Regions from separate parts of the Zea mays genome. Here region 2 is linked to region 1. A link is a contact called in public Hi-C data. All regions are on one chromosome and are shown on one strand. The core of a region is the stretch at or near the end of the contact, and the rest is flanking DNA. Distances in the headings are between cores, read along the strand shown.

Region 1 (7,877 bases), core at 2,690-5,189:
AAGATGTTGTTGGCTTCTACAAGGAGAACACTGAAATAATCGTTGAGACATTTACATCACTCGGATTCAACGTGTATGGCGCCAAGAACGCTCCATACGTATGGGTGCACTTCCCTGGCCGCAATTCGTGGGATGTGTTCGCTGAGATCCTGGAGAAGGCCAATGTGGTCACTACTCCTGGCACTGGATTTGGACCGGGTGGCGAAGGCTTTGTGAGGGTCAGCGCGTTCGGGCACAGAGAGAACATCATTGAAGCCGCAAGGAGGTTAAAGCAGCTGTATAAGTGAGCACCGATGCAGCTTCTGTGCCCTCCTAGACAGATGTATCAATAAGAACACATCAGGGCACCAAAAATCGCTTGGTGAAGCTGCCAGAAGATGTTAGATTTTGAACTTTTTTTTTTAATTCTCGTGCGGTGTCTACATTCAAACCATTTCGAACTCTAGACAATGCTTGTTGTAATCCTGAGACCCTTCATTCACTGGTGAAGTTGTGATTGTCTTGTCTGTGTTCATTTTTGTGTCCTGCTGTTGCTGTTTCGGAATACCGAATTCCTCTACGATGAGTCGTCGACACGTTATGCACGCAGAGTACGCATAATTGACTAAAAATATCTCAGATTGTTCATTTTCATGTAATTAAGTATTACTGGCAATGGTACACCAGTATCTATGGAAGTTGACCACCTAGGTAATAGGATCCATTGGAGTACGAGCTCTAATTACTTCGGCGTGGAGAGAAGCGAATCGTTGACTTCGTAGGATCAGTTTTGTAATTTTTCTGACACATGATGCTGAAGAATTATATAGTTTCCAGGTCCTCTTCTGTAGCGATGTTGTTCACAGATGCCTAGTTCTGCTGGGATCCAATCCAACAGAAGGCAGCATGACAGGCAAGCTATTGCCCGGTGAAGAGAAGACCATACAAATCTATCAGCTATTTGCACAACCCACATCAGCATTTGCAGTGATTCCATCGACAGTAGCAATCAAATTTGAAACCAACTAAGGCCTTGTTCGGTTAATCCCGTTACCCATGGATTGGATGAGATTGGAAAAAATTAAGAAAGAGTTTGACTTAGTTGGGATTTAAACCCATCCAATCCCACTCAATCCATGTGGATTGGGAGCTAACCGAACAAGCCCTAACTGTTGTCGATCTTCAAGAAGTCCTTGCTAGAAAAAAAAGGTCCTGGACCCCAGTGCTTTCCAGAAATCAAACAGCACCATTTCTCTACATTGACTACAAGTTGCATTTCACTGTCAGAGATGCTGTTAAGCTTAACTCGTCATGATGGTAATGGAAGCTTGCAATACAATAGTCAGAATAGCAGCATTTCTAGAAGAACATAATCTTCCCCAGCATGATAACAAAATGCATCATAGCAAGCTTTTGTTTCTTCATGTTTACCGGAGTTTACATCAACATCGAGTGCAAAAAGAACGGCATGCAACACAAAAATGCCTTTAACCCAGTTGCAAAGAATCCATCAACCAAGAACCAGGTTCACATAACTCCACAGTTAGCCATCAATATCAATGGAAGATGTTATCAACAAGGACAACATAATTGGCTCAATGGTGGATAGCACCAGTCCCACTTAATAATTTAAAGCAAAGGACAAATCATGAGAATGGAAACCTGAAATTTGAGCTTGTATATATACCAAAATACATCTAGCAACCCAATAGCCACTAATAGTAAGGCAAAGAAGAGAGCAAAATAATTGGCTCACAAGATATGTTATCCTGTCCATGAAGACACCAATATCACAAGAACAATTCCTTTGATGCTTGGGCTGCTGGCGCCCTTATAAAAAGAAATCCCCGCAATAAGAGAAAAACAGGGAACTCTATTGAAATCTATCATGCAACCAGTAACTTGAGTTCATCCGTTAACTCGTTTGTACGAGTGTAAGACATGACTTATGCCAATAAATAAACATAACATAATTCTCCTAATACCTCACATTACAACAAAGATATCCATCCCATAACCCCAACCCAAACTTTTGCTCTCGCCCGATTCTACAAAAAGAACACTTTGGATTTAGACCCAACAGGATCTAGAACGAACCAAGAAAATAACAAGTTGAATTGTACTCTAATAATCATGTGGAAGTCTTCACAGCCTTGAATGCTGGATGAAGCAACCCAAGCTCATCCTTTGTCTCAAGTGGGTTGCTGGTCTCGTTCCTGGTCCTCTTCACTCTCCTGCTTGCTAGTGACTTGTGTGTGAACCCATACATCTGCAAGATCTGGTTATCCCCAAAATTGAATGCACGGTCCATATTCTTGAGGCATCGCTCGACAGGGTAGTCTCCAAATTTGCCACACGGCTTGCACCCGACAAAGTGTGTGACGAGTGGCCACCGGTGATCGCCGAGCCCTGGCTTGTAATTCTCAAGCATCTCCTCGTACCTGTCGACCAAGATCCCCCAGTAGCCATGGAGGTAGTACCCATTCTCAAGGTAAACCTTATCACCCCATTTCTCGCGCTGCGTCGCGAGGATGTACACCATGGCCGACTGATCGTCGGCCTCGAATACTGGCCGATCCTTCAAGGACTTGGTCAGCACCTTGCCGGCTTCAATGCGGACAGGGCCCTTTGGCCCCATTGGCGCCCAGGTATCCAGCATGTCAAGCGACCACTGGCAGTTGCGCAGCAAGAAGCTGCCGGTGTTGAGCCCGATCCAATTCTTGTCGTCGTAGACCATCTCGTCCCAGCCGTGCATGATGAGGTTGTACGGCCCGTAGCGCTCCCACGGGAGCTCGAATGCCATGTCGGTGAACATGGCGTCAGAGTCCATCCACCAGAGGAACTCGACCTCCGGGTGCGCGAGGAGCAGCGCCCGCATGAGCGGGAGCTTGGCCCAGAAGCCTGCCATCTCGGCGTCGAGCAGCGCCATGTTGTAGAAGACCTCGATGCCGTGGACGCGGCAGTAGTCCATCTTGTTCTTGATGGACTTGAGGAGGTAGTGGTCCCCGACGGGGTTCTCGCAGGGCTTGGGCGAGGACCCCGTGACGAGCAGCACCCGTGGCTTGATGTCGTTGAGGAAGGGCGGCGTCTCCGGGTGGCGGCGGTGCCAGGCGGCGCGCTGCTCGTCCCAGTCGGAGATCTTGGGGCCCAGCGTGTAGGGCGGGTCCCTGAGCGTCCTCGGCGGCGGGTCGGGGTCGTCGTCGCGGCGGGCGGAGGAGGACGAGGACGATGTGGTGGTGGTGGAGGCCCTGGACCTGGCGTCGTGGTGCTCGGCGAGCGCCCGGTGCGGGTGGGACACGAAGTGCTGGCGTAGCTCGATGAGGTCCTGCTGCGGCGTGCCGAAGCGGCCGGCGCCGACGGTGCCGCGGAGCACGACGACGGTGAGGAGGAGGCAGACGACGGTGAGCTTGGCGTTCCGCGCGAAGCGCTGGATCTGCCGCATCCGTCGCTCCCCGACCACCCGCTCCGCCCACATTTTCGCCCTCCGATCAAATCCTCCCTCCCTTCCCCCTCCTTGCAACCGGCCCAGACCAAAGCACAGGCAGGGGAGGGAATCGAAATGCAGGAGCCCAGAGAGGCCCTAGCCGGACACGGTGCGGCGGCAAGCAATGCGGCCGCCGGGGTGCTGCGGAGAGTGGTAGAGGGGGGAGGGGGGACGAGGCGGAGGACTGGAGGAGGTTTTGAAGCGCGGACGCGGAAGAGGAATTAATAAGGGTGGTGACGGTGAGCGTGCCTGCCGGCCCGGGCCCGGCCCCGCCCGCGAGTGAGCGCGCACGTTGTGGGGTGGAGGGAGTCAGGGTCAGGGAGGCGCCTCGGGGAGCGAATTGCGTTGGCTGTCTGTAGGGGAGGTGGGCGATGGATGGGGAAGGGAATCGAAATCGAATCAACCCCGCCGCAGATGGGGGGAGAAGGGGAGGGGAGGAAGAAGAAGAAGAGGCGAGAGAGAGAGAGAGAGAGGTCATGGAATGAGGCGACGCGGACACGAGATGCGATGCTTCCAGGACACCTCTTTCATCCACCGCTGTCGCCTCCCTCCACACGGTTGGTTAATTAAGGAATTGATCGGTTAATTAACGAACTGATCGCTGTTTACCCTCTGGTCTGGGGAGGGGTCCATGTAGGGTGGGCCCGGGGGGCGTGGTACCCACGGCGTAGAGGTGTCGGTTAATTTGCTCGGGTTTTGATTTGTGTGATGACGGTGACATGTAAAGAACTCGATGAAAAAAAAAGCGCCTGGATGCACGACAAACCCAGTCCACGCGGAATCGTCAGAACTCAAAAGTAACGTGCGTACGTGACATCAGGTAAAAAAGATGAGCAAGGGTGTTGCATGGAAAAAGATGGATTTGCTGAGATGGCGACCCCTTTGAAGGAGAATGCTGCCGGTACAGTCAAAACGGCGAGCCACTCGCCACTCGGTGGCATACAGACAGGATGCACCGCGTCAACAGTTCACCGCGGCCCACATCCTCCGGCACACCCCCACCCCCACCCCCACCCACCCACCCACCCATTCCACGCATCCCTCCCGCCGACGTGTGGGTCTCCGTGCCAATGTGCCATCCTTGGCTCCACTTGTCAGTGGGGAGCAGATTGCTTGTTCTACGTAGTAGTAGGTACATATTGATCTGGGCGTGTCGGTCGTGGACCTTTCATGCACTGCTCGTCGATTTGCTTAACGATGATGGCGACGGCGAGCAATTAACGGACCTCCATGGTTACTAATTAGTCAGCGGACTGGAGTTCCCATGGTCCACTTGTTTATGCGTTTCGATTGTGGGTAACTGTGTGAGCGCGAATAATTTTATGATAGTACGTCCCAGCACGTGACATCACCTTGGACTAGTTTTGCCGAGGATGAATGTATTTGTATCAACCAGGAAAGCTCTTTGTGGATGTTTGGATCTATGATAGTTAATATTTAGTTATTGGTTTCTTCGTTCTAAATTGTAGTGTGTTTTATTTTTTTTCGAGACATTATTTACAAAAAAAAATATGTTCATTATATATCTATATGTATACGTATAATAGAACTACATATATAGACAATTTAAAATATCTTATAATCTAAGACAAATAAAGAAGTAATTAGCACCTTTGCATATAAAAGGGTCTAGCTAACTGTCAGATGAATTTTCAACTAGCAATTACGTCACTAGTTGAGCCAAATCAACTAACAACAATTAACAGTTAGCCAATGGCAGTATGAACTAGTAACTATTGTTAGAAATTACTGGTGTTTAGGATCGTTTCCTAAGTCCCTAGAATACCAATCCGTGTCTAAAGTATCTCGATGATGAGTAGATCTATTCTACTGAGGGATACATGTATACATACCGTCGTTGTTGTTCCTAGCCATCATTGCGGCGGCGTCTTGCAGCGAAGACCCGCCTCCTCCTTCTTGTCGATCTCCCTGCTGGTGTCGAGGAGATTGGTTCCCGTCGTTGATCGGCGGTGGATCAGCTCCTCCAATGTTGCCTGCAGGGGGAATCTCAGATCCCGATGGGATAACGGGGATCTGAGACATAGTCACAGCGATTCCAGTCACTCCGAGCGCCTAGGGGATCGGTTCCTCTCAAAGTGTCGATTAGGGTTTGTGGTCGAGCGATTAGCGTTGGCTAAACCCGTCGGCCCCCTTAATCTATTTATATGGCGTCGTGTGACCGGGGGCTGCAACCAACGGTTAGGATAGCCCCCCCGATCAGGGGCGCGGTTAGACGGTTAGGATTAACCCTACCCCGGTTACTGTTAACCGGCTAGTGTAGAGGACACATCCTAACAATCTCCCCTTTGTTCTCTACATATCTCACACTCAAACTTTTATTAATTCCGTCCTTTAACAAGTTTACACATAGAGACCAATGCGTGACAATGATCTATTAAGTATCACCGCACTCATTGACTACAACATGCTCCCCTGCTTCAGAACGAAAGATTTTACTAGGTTGCAATCTGTAGCCCCTGTGATTCTAGATCATAGGTACTCCCTTAATCCCATGCCGGCTGCGTGCTTACTAAACACGCTGGGTGGAAGACCTTTTGTGAGCGGATCCGCAAGCATCTGATGGGTTCTTATATGCTCAACTTGAATGGTGTGATCCAGAATCTTCTCCTTAACAATATAACACTTAATGTCAATGTACTTGGCAGAGCCACTTGACTTATTGTTATGGGAGAAAAATACCGCTGGCTCGTTGTCGCAGTAAATTCTCAGTGGCCGCTCTATGCTATCAACCACTCTTAATCCGGGTACGAATTTCTTTATCCATATCGCCTGTCCAGTTGCCTCATACGTAGCTACAAACTCAGCGTGCATTGTCGACGATGCTCTCGCTGTCTGTTTGCAGCTCTTCCAAGAAATAGCTCCCCCGGAGAGCATAAAGACATACCCTGAAGTGGACTTCAGTGTATCTCTACACCCTCCCCAGTCGGCATCTGCATAGCCAACTATTTGTAGGGAATTAGATCTTCTGTACGTAAGCATGAGACCTTTAGTACCTTGAAGGTACCTTAGAGCCTTCTTGACTGCTTTCCAGTGTTCTATGCCTGGATTCTTCTGATAGCGTCCAAGCATCCCGGTGGTAAAAGCTAAGTCAGGGCGAGTACATACTTGAGCATACATAATGCTTCCGACAGCTGAAGCATATGGTACTGACTTCATCTTGTTTTTCTCATACTGATTCTTGGGACACTGATATTCCCCAAACTTATCACCCTTGACTATTGGACCAGGCGAGGCATTACACTTGTGCATATTATACCTCTTTAGTACATTTTCTATATATGACTTCTGTGAGAGTCCTAATACTCCCTTTTGTCTGTCTCTGTGAATTTCTATTCCAAGAACATAGGAGGCTTCTCCCATGTCTTTCATATCAAAATTCGAGGAAAGAAACCCTTTTGTTTCCGCTAGTAGATCCTTATCACTACTAGCTAAGAGTATGTCATCGACATACAGAACAAGGAAGATATACTTTCCTTTTCTAAATTTTGCATAAATGCAATTGTCTTCCTTGTTTTCCTCAAAACCAAACTTTCTTATAGTCTGATCAAACTTGATGTACCACTGTCTGGAGGCCTATTTTAATCCATAAATGGACCTCCTCAAGTGACATCCCATGTGTTCTTTACCGCTCACAACAAAACCCTTTGGTTGTGCCATGAACACATTTTCTTCTAACTCTCCATTTAGGAATGCTGTCTTTACATCCATCTGATGGAGTTCTAGATCAAAATGAGCAACTAGTGCCATTATGATCCTAAATGAATCTTTTGTTGAGACAGGTGAGAAGGTTTCATGGTAGTCAATGCCTTCTCTCTGTGTGAACCCTTTGGCCACAAGTCTAGCCTTATATCTTTCTATGTTCCCTCTGGAGTCACGCTTTGTCTTGTAGACCCATTTACAGCCTACTGTTTTGGCTCCATGGGGAATGACTTCTAAGTCCCAAACTTTGTTCATTCTCATGGATTCTAATTCATCTTCCATGGCTGATAGCCATTTGGATGAATTTGCACTTCTCATAGCAGCTTCATATGTAGTGGGATCACCTTCTGTATCAATGTCCTCACTCATATGAATTTCATCACATTCTATGTTTTCTGCTGCATAGACTTCATAGTCATCAGGAATTGCAGATTTTCTGAGTCTCTGTGACCTCCTGAGACTTGGTTCTGGTTCTAGTTCAGATTCTACCTGGGGCTCCTGCAATGGTGCGTCACTTGGCGCAACACTATCATCATCTTCTGAACTGTCCTGTGCAACTGGCTCAGGGCCAATATGCGCAGAAGGTGAAGCTACTTGCTCTGTAGTAGTTGCACTAGATGATGCCACATTTGCAGCAGGGGTTTCACCCACAGTCGGTGTGACTGTTGGTGGAACCACAGTGGGTATCGAGAAG
Region 2 (7,877 bases), core at 1,946-4,445, 240 kb after region 1:
ACCTTTGTTTAGCAGATTTACCGCGCCTAGACATGCTACAAATCGATAATATGACAATAAAAAATGATTCTAAAAATGGTATCCAAAACCTAACCATTACCCTATTAATCATACATAACATAACAACCTATCAAAAGGAGAGAACTTACCTTGATAGAGAGTAACAATGGATCCAAGTCTGTATCGTTTCGAAGAATAGAAATGGGCACAAAAACAGACGACCGAAGGGGCATATTTATAGGCGCGTACCTCAGCGCCGTAAATCTTGGCGCTGAGGTAGGCGCCGAGATCTACGGCGCCGAGGTACGTGCCACATCAGTTCCACCGTGGCCCAGATTCTAACATATGCACGCTAAAAAAATTGGCGACGACAAGCAGAAGCTAGGCGCCGAGAGGGGTCCAGTTTTTTAATTAAAATTGCAAACGACGTATTTGTGAAAATAAAAACCAAAAATGCTAAATTGCAAAAAAGTTGGCGGATATGATGACCCGACGAGGTTATTTTTTTGCCGCGGATACGCGAATGTGATAGTAATACTCGGTAGGGTATTTAACCATTGCCATCTCTATTCAAAACATTATAAAAGTTTGTATTGATAAATGTTTCATTTCAAATCATTTAGGTCGTCGAAACTCAAATAAGTAGTTCATTACCAAATAAAAAGTAGTTCATTACCAAATAATATTGTTCGACAATAAATAATACAGAATAAGAAGTTCATTACCACATAACATCAAATAAGCACTTGGACTACTGAGTGCAACAGGGCCATTTGCCCTTGTGAAATGCATCAGTGTTCTCTTCCATTGCGTCCTTTGCACAACGTGCACGCTAAAGCTTCTTCTCCTTCTATTCCCTACATTCAGCAACATGCCTCATTTCCTGCTCGTCTACCCTTTGTTGCTCGGCCGCAAGCTCATCTCGTCTTTTCTCTATCCTCTCTTTGTCCTCTACATCCCACTTTTTAAAATTCTCCAACCACTTCTTGTCTTTCTGTGAGATTTCTGTGTCAATCCACTGCTCAAAATCACAAAGCGGTGGAGGAGTCTACAAAATATGCAATGATTAGTAGGCAAAGAAAACATGCACCACTTTGAGTCTTCAAATTGTTAACATATTAAAAGATTATTCTCACCATTAAATTCATCTGGCGCTGAATAATCGTTGACTCAAATGCATAGTTAGCACACATCCAATACTTCTGTCGATAGGTGTTATGATCCTCAGACTTGTCAACCTTGCAATGATCACCACAAAAACACATAGGCACTGGAACACCAGTTGGCAAAGGATTCTAACCTATGCATGCCAAAAAAAATTGGCGACGACAAGCAGAAGCTAGGCGCCAATGACCATGGCGCCGAGCAAGGGGTCCAGTTTTTGAAATGAAACTGCAAATGACGTATTTGTGAAAAAACCCCAAAAGCTAAATTGCAAAAAAGTTGGCGAATATGATGACCCGACGAGGTTATTTTTTTGCCACGGATACGAGTATGTGATAATAATACTCGACAGGGTATTTAACCATATTGTCATCTCTATTCGAAACGTTATAAAAGTTTGTATTGATAAATGTTTCATTTCAAATCATTTAGGACGTCGAAACTCATTTAAAAAACTTGATAAACATAAAACAGGTATGATCAGTATCCCAAATTGACATATATGTTATATGTGTGCAATCTTTGTCACAATCAATATTGGATGCTAATTAGAATTGTGAAATATAATCTATACAATATATAGATGGGGACTAAAATGATATGACGATGTGACACATATTAATTCGTGTTTCCATGCGAAGGGATAGTGATAAGACAATATAATGTACACGAATGTTAAACGACAAAAAATTAATTACATTACAATATGATTACTTAATTAGCAAGCTAAATTCTAAAATAGACGTATCTTATTAATTAAATTTTCATTATTCAATTTATGTTGATTTGATAAAACCATTTTGTATTTGTCTCAAGATATTAAACACATATTGTTATTGTCTTTATTAGTTCCTAAACAATTTTAAACTTGGACTTATGAAGTTGCTAAATATATAGGGGAAAATCAACCTTAGTTTTCAAGGGGTTTTAATTCATAGGTAGTTAAATATTTTTAAACTAGACCAACTCAGATTTTCTAGTGGGTCCCACCTTTTTGATTCATGTATACGTGATTTTTGTTTATATAGGCACACATTAGATAGCAGACAATTAATTTGTGGTGTGATTATTACACTAAGAGCATATTTGAATGCAATAGACTTAATAGTTAGTTGACAAAAAGTTAATAGTACAATTAACTCACTAACAATTAGTTAGCTAATTTACATTAAAAGCATGTTTGAATGCACTAGAGTTAGGGCGTGTTTGGCATGACTCTCTTTCGTCTTAGAGCATCTCTATTAAAAAACTCTAGGTGAAGTGACTCTGCTCTAGAGTTTATATTGTTTTCTCATAAACAGTGACAGGTAAATAACTCTAAAACTCTATAATTAGATTGTTTTTTGAGTAGCAAAAGAGGTACTCCAAAATGTTGTGCTGCACCTTCTTAAACTCCATAGAGTTTACAACTCTGGAGTTAGGGTTTTGGCAAGCTCTGGTTAGCTCATCCTTGAAGTTTTGCTCTGGAGTCATGCCAAACACGCACTTAATAGTTAGTTGATTAAAAATTACTAGTACAATTAACTGGTTAACAAATAGCTAGCTAACTATTAGCTAATTTATAAAAAGTAACTAATAATTAAACTATTTAAATGTCTTTAGCTAATTTTAACGGCTAATTATTAACTCTAGTATATTTAGGGTCTGTTTGGTTAGGCTGCGGCCATGAAAAACGGTGTTGTTGCCTATGAGCTGTGAAAAATGTGTTGTGGGCTATGAGTCGTTAAAAAGCTATAAACTATTTGGTGGAAACTACTAAAAGCCGCAAAATATTATCATATATATTTTTTCATCTGAAAGTCACTAAAAGTATATACAAAAATAATTGTAATTTTATCCTGTGAGAAAGTCAGTTTTTATAAAAAATTGTTTTATAAAAAATTGTTTTATGAATACACCGTTAATTTGGCTTTTAACTTTTAAAGAGCAAAATCAAAAGACAAGACAAACTAAACACAGCCTCAAACAGGTCCTAAAACTCTACACTGTTTACAAGACCGTTGAAAAATGGTACAGAGAAGTGAATATTGTAAGGTATATATATTTAGACACCGTTGGAGACAGCCATAGTCTCTACCGCATCCTTCCACAAAACCCTTTCTTCCTTCCGCCGCCGCCGCGACCGGCTAAACCCTTCATTTCGCCGCAGCGACGACCACCCGCCGCGGGCCAACTATGGCGCCCGTTGCGGCTCCCATACGCGACCTGCTTACCTCTTTCAGCCCCGGCGCGGACTTCCTCGCGCTCTCTTCTGGGGACGGCCGCATCAAGGCATGGAACCTCGAAACACGCGGTCCTCGCCTTAGCAACTTACCACTGAAGCTACGGGCGACCTAACACGCTATCTTTGCCGTTCGCGTTCGCGCAGGTATGGGACGCCGTGCGGGGCCGGCTGCAGACCGAGTTTGCTGACATCCCTGCAGTGGAGGCGGTCGCGGTCGCTGAGTCGAAGCGCGGCCACCTCGCCCTCGATTACACCTGCATGAAGTGGGTACAACTTTCCAGTAAGGTGAGCGAATCCGCCCGACCACCGCCAGCTTGTTATGTTGGGATGCACCCTTGTCACCTGCTTACATTTTTTTTCCTTAGCAGAAGAAGAGGAAGGCTGGGAGCTCATTGATTGTGCTTGGTACAGGCAGTGGAGATGTGCTTGCACTTGATGTTGCCGCGGGACATTGGAAGTGGAAGGTCAGCGATTGCCACCCTGGGTAAGTTGGTGTTTAAGCTCTTCTTTTATTTCAATTCAAGTGATAGGGGAAATACATATTCAGTTATAGCTTATAGAAATCAACAAAACCACAATTGAGTACAGAAATTAGCCCTGTTTACTGGTTGGGTCAAAACCAGTTCACCCACAAACCAATCCACAGATCAAATCAGGGTAACGGTTTGCAATGGGTTTACTGAGTACAAAAATTAACCCTGTTCACTGGGTGGGTCAAACCGGTTCACCCCACAAACCAATCCACAGATCAAATCAGGGTAACGGTTTGCAATGGGTTTACTCGTTCCAGAGTCAAAAACCGCATCCTTGGAAGAGGGTTGGCTCTCTCTTTAGAATAAATCAAACTGGCTAACCCATCCTTGGTCATCTTCAACCTTTGGACTGCTACACAGGAACACTATGCCAAACTGCTGCTGCCGCTGCCGCTAAGAAGACTGCTGTTGCTACACAAATAACTAAGTTCTTGCAGCGGATGGCGGTTCATCATTGTCTAAACCTCTGGCCCAACCCAAATCAACCCATAATGGTAACCAGTATCTAATTTGTGTAAACCAAAGCCAATTCAGTCAAAACCGCTAGCTGCAGGCTGGTTTCCCAAACCTGCCTAAACCATGGTTGAACAGCCCTAATGACTATACACCATACCAACGAGTAACATTAAAAATGGCTATACATGTTGTGAAAGCATACTCTTATTGTATCTTTGGCCCTGGCCCTGTCCCTGTTTGATTTTTTTCTGCTTAGGTTAATCTCTAAAAGCTTCATGAAATTATGCTCACTTACATTGGAGTACATGTTGTGTTTAGGGGTGTGACAGCTGTAGAATACTCGAAACATGGGCGGAATGTGTACACGGCAGGTGCTGATGGCATGGTCTGTAGGATTGATGCCTCTAATGGGGCTGTTGTTGGAAAATTTAAATCTTCTTCAAAGGCAATATCTGCATTAGCTGTGTCATCAGGTATCTCTACTGTGAAATGACTTCTTAGTTTATGACTATGTTGGCTCTACTGCACTTGCTCTCATAAATTGTGTTTTCTTGATGTAACACTGCTCCGATTGCTGTGTATGAACCGACACTAGGTTATGTTTTTGTTCAATGTATATGTTGTGGCTATAAGTGTAGCAGGATTACATCTGGTAGATTCTAGATTGGCCTATATATTTAACACTTGGCACATGAACTCAGTGAAGAATATCTGTCTATCTGCATTATGAGATGATATATTGTCACCTATGATGTTTTTAAGGAACTGGAAATCTAACATTGTTATTCATCGATTGATAAGTTACATGTATCGATATATCATTTATGCTGCGGTGCTGCCCGCTGAAAAGTTTATTTAGTTTCATGTGCACCTTATTTTTACCAAGGTCCTTGGTAGGATCCACCTTCTACTCTTTATATGCATTTTTGCTTGTATATGAAATCCATACCAAGCAAAGTTCCATCACATATTTTAACTACATGCAGCTTATACTTGATTATGTCAGATGGAAATATGTTGGCAACAGCAGCTGGCCAGTTGAGGACCTTTGACACTTCCAGCAACAAAAAAATTAAAAAATTCTCTGGACATCCAGTGAGTATATCTTGCTTTCTCTTACTATGGTATTCGTCTTTCAGGATTACTGTTTACATATATGTTCCCTCTGTACCTAAGCACCCATCTTTTTTTTGCATGCACCCATGAAAACTTCATAGGTTGCTGTGAGGAGCATGGTCTTTAGCAATGATAGCCAATATGTTTTGTCATCTGGAGTTGGTGAACGCTATATTGCCATTTGGAAGCTGGGCAGTGGTAAAACCCAGAGCTCAAACTGTATTCTGTCGATGGAGCACCCAGCAATGTTTGTGGACTGTAAATGTTCAGACAAAGGAGAAATACACATTCTGGCTATTTCTGAGATTGGTGTCTGCTATTTCTGGTCTGCAAATGTTGTGGATGACCTGCGTAATAAGAAGCCCACCAAGATCATATTATCTGAGTCATCTGTGTCAACAACTCATCAAGCATTATCGATATTTGCTGCAAAACTTCAAGGAGTGGATGGGCCTAATTCTGCCCATGTCCTACTGGCTTATGGGTCTGTAGTGAAACCATCTTTTGATAAACTTTTGGTTTGTTATGGTACAGATATTAGTTTGGGCATTTCTCAAGATGGAGTTCTCTTGCCAAATACTCAAACCACCATGGCAAAGAAAGGCCAATCTGTGAAAAAGCATGGTATAGTGAGAATGTCCGTTAGTTACATTGAAAATTGTCTTGCTTCTCCACTTCAACTTTGCTTTGGGAGTTACACAAATGATGATTCTTAAATTTGTATAACACCTTCAAATTTTTTAGTAGTTAAGTCAGCTACTAGTTTGTGCTCTAAATTTGTGCAATTCTTAAATGAGCAACACATGGTGCATCTTTTGAGTTTTGAATTTTGTTAATAAGACACAAACGGTATTTGGTAGCTACTCTTGGGCTAAATCTTGATTTTTTCTTGTAGAAACTGTCATTGCTCTAGACCGAGCCAATGCTGAAGATGCCATCCTTCCTCTTCCAAAACTCCATACACAGGAAAAGAAAAGGAAACATGGTGTAACAAAACCCAGTGGCGATGTTGAGCCTGAGATTCATAGTGACCTCACCACTACAAGATCTATTCATAAAAGAGGTAATGACGTTTTGGTAGTTTTTTTGTTTTTCTGTACATCATAGTAAGGAAACACATCGGTCTGGTTGTGTTCAACTTACATAAGCAGTTGTTTTCCCATCGCAGATACACTTTGTAGGTTGTTATTCACTAGCATTTTACTTTTGGTTTCACTAAATTTTACATGTATGGTTGATTTATTTATTTGTCAGTGTGGCTGTCTATTAAACGGTTCCATAACTGCATTTCCTCATTTGTTTGTTTAGTTCCTGTGCAAAGAATTGAAGATGACAGCACATGCATCGAGGATATGATGAGGGAGTGTGGCATCATTGAAACTAGAGTAGATGAGAGCATGAAGGGCCATGCTGGTATACCCTTTAACATTTTGTCTTGTCTCTTTGGTGATGGCAGCATAAAAGTCGATGCCAATTTACCCAGTAAGAAGGTTTGTGGAATTGAATTTTATTTCCATATTCAATCACATAATCTATTTGCATGTCTATTGTACACTATTCATTATGCTCCATTCTTTCGACAGATTCGAGGTCATCTAAGATCATTAAAACCTGGAGATGCTTGCAAACTTCTTGATAAATTAGTATCTGCATGGAAAACGAGGTGCTCAAGACTCTATTTACATGTATGTTCTATGGTACTTTCTCATGCATCGTGTAATTATGTATTTTGCCCTGTTTGTTGATGTCTCCACAGATCTGGTAGCACGGAACTTGTATTGCGTTGGATATACTGCCTGTTAGTCATTCATGGCCGTTTTATCTGCTCCGAGGAATCGATTAACAACCTGGAGAAGGTATAGTTTCTCACACAGTACTAGCTGTGTACTGCATATGTTAAATTTTCTTTTGCAGCTCTTTCATGCTTTGCTTGCTATTTCATAGTATTTGGTGCGATTTGACTTGTTTCCCATAAATACATTAAGGCACAGTCTGGAAAACGAGAATTTCATAGTATCTGGTGCGATTGACTTGTTTCCCATGAATTGTGAAAAAAATGTACTCCAAAAAGGGCCTTAACATCAAGAAACATTATGTGTTTGCTTTATTCTTTTGTTTTGATTCCAGTACTAGATTACACTATGTTGCACAATTTTGATATACTGAATTTGGGAAGTAAGGTTGATACTATGTATTGTTAGGCTGGAACAAACCTGACACCAGCCCAATCTAGGGAAGTCAACACAGCCAATTCTTTTGTAAACAATGCTTGGCAAGTTTCTACAAGGCATTCACAGATGTGTGCAGAAAAAACTTGTTATTCCTTCATTTGCAAATGTCTGCAGAAAAACTTATCGTTCCTTCATTTGCAAATGTATCGTTCC

What was found. A called contact is a pair of places that touch in the nucleus more often than the background predicts.
Region 2: a contact with region 1 is called in a Hi-C map of ear, with 4 times the contacts expected there. The contact joins the promoter of LOC103634524 here to the promoter of LOC100285084 in region 1. A contact is called at or near these places in 7 of 25 Hi-C or Micro-C datasets (bundle sheath, ear, endosperm and 2 more).

Annotation. Positions count from the first base shown.
Region 1 is chr1:46,694,956-46,702,832 of Zm-B73-REFERENCE-NAM-5.0, forward strand. LOC100285084 (glycosyltransferase 5) reads right to left here and starts at 3,940. Exons shown (of 1, transcript NM_001157979.2): 1 at 1,834-3,940. The coding sequence starts at 3,454. The coding sequence ends at 2,111. LOC100283445 (transaminase/ transferase, transferring nitrogenous groups) reads left to right here. Exons shown (of 10, transcript NM_001156346.3): 10 at 1-514. The coding sequence ends at 287.
Region 2 is chr1:46,939,771-46,947,647 of Zm-B73-REFERENCE-NAM-5.0, forward strand. LOC103634524 (transducin family protein / WD-40 repeat family protein) reads left to right here and starts at 3,196. Exons shown (of 12, transcript XM_008656459.4): 1 at 3,196-3,435; 2 at 3,533-3,673; 3 at 3,757-3,872; 4 at 4,696-4,850; 5 at 5,384-5,472; 6 at 5,595-6,117; 7 at 6,389-6,556; 8 at 6,802-6,983; 9 at 7,077-7,156; 10 at 7,250-7,349. The coding sequence starts at 3,340.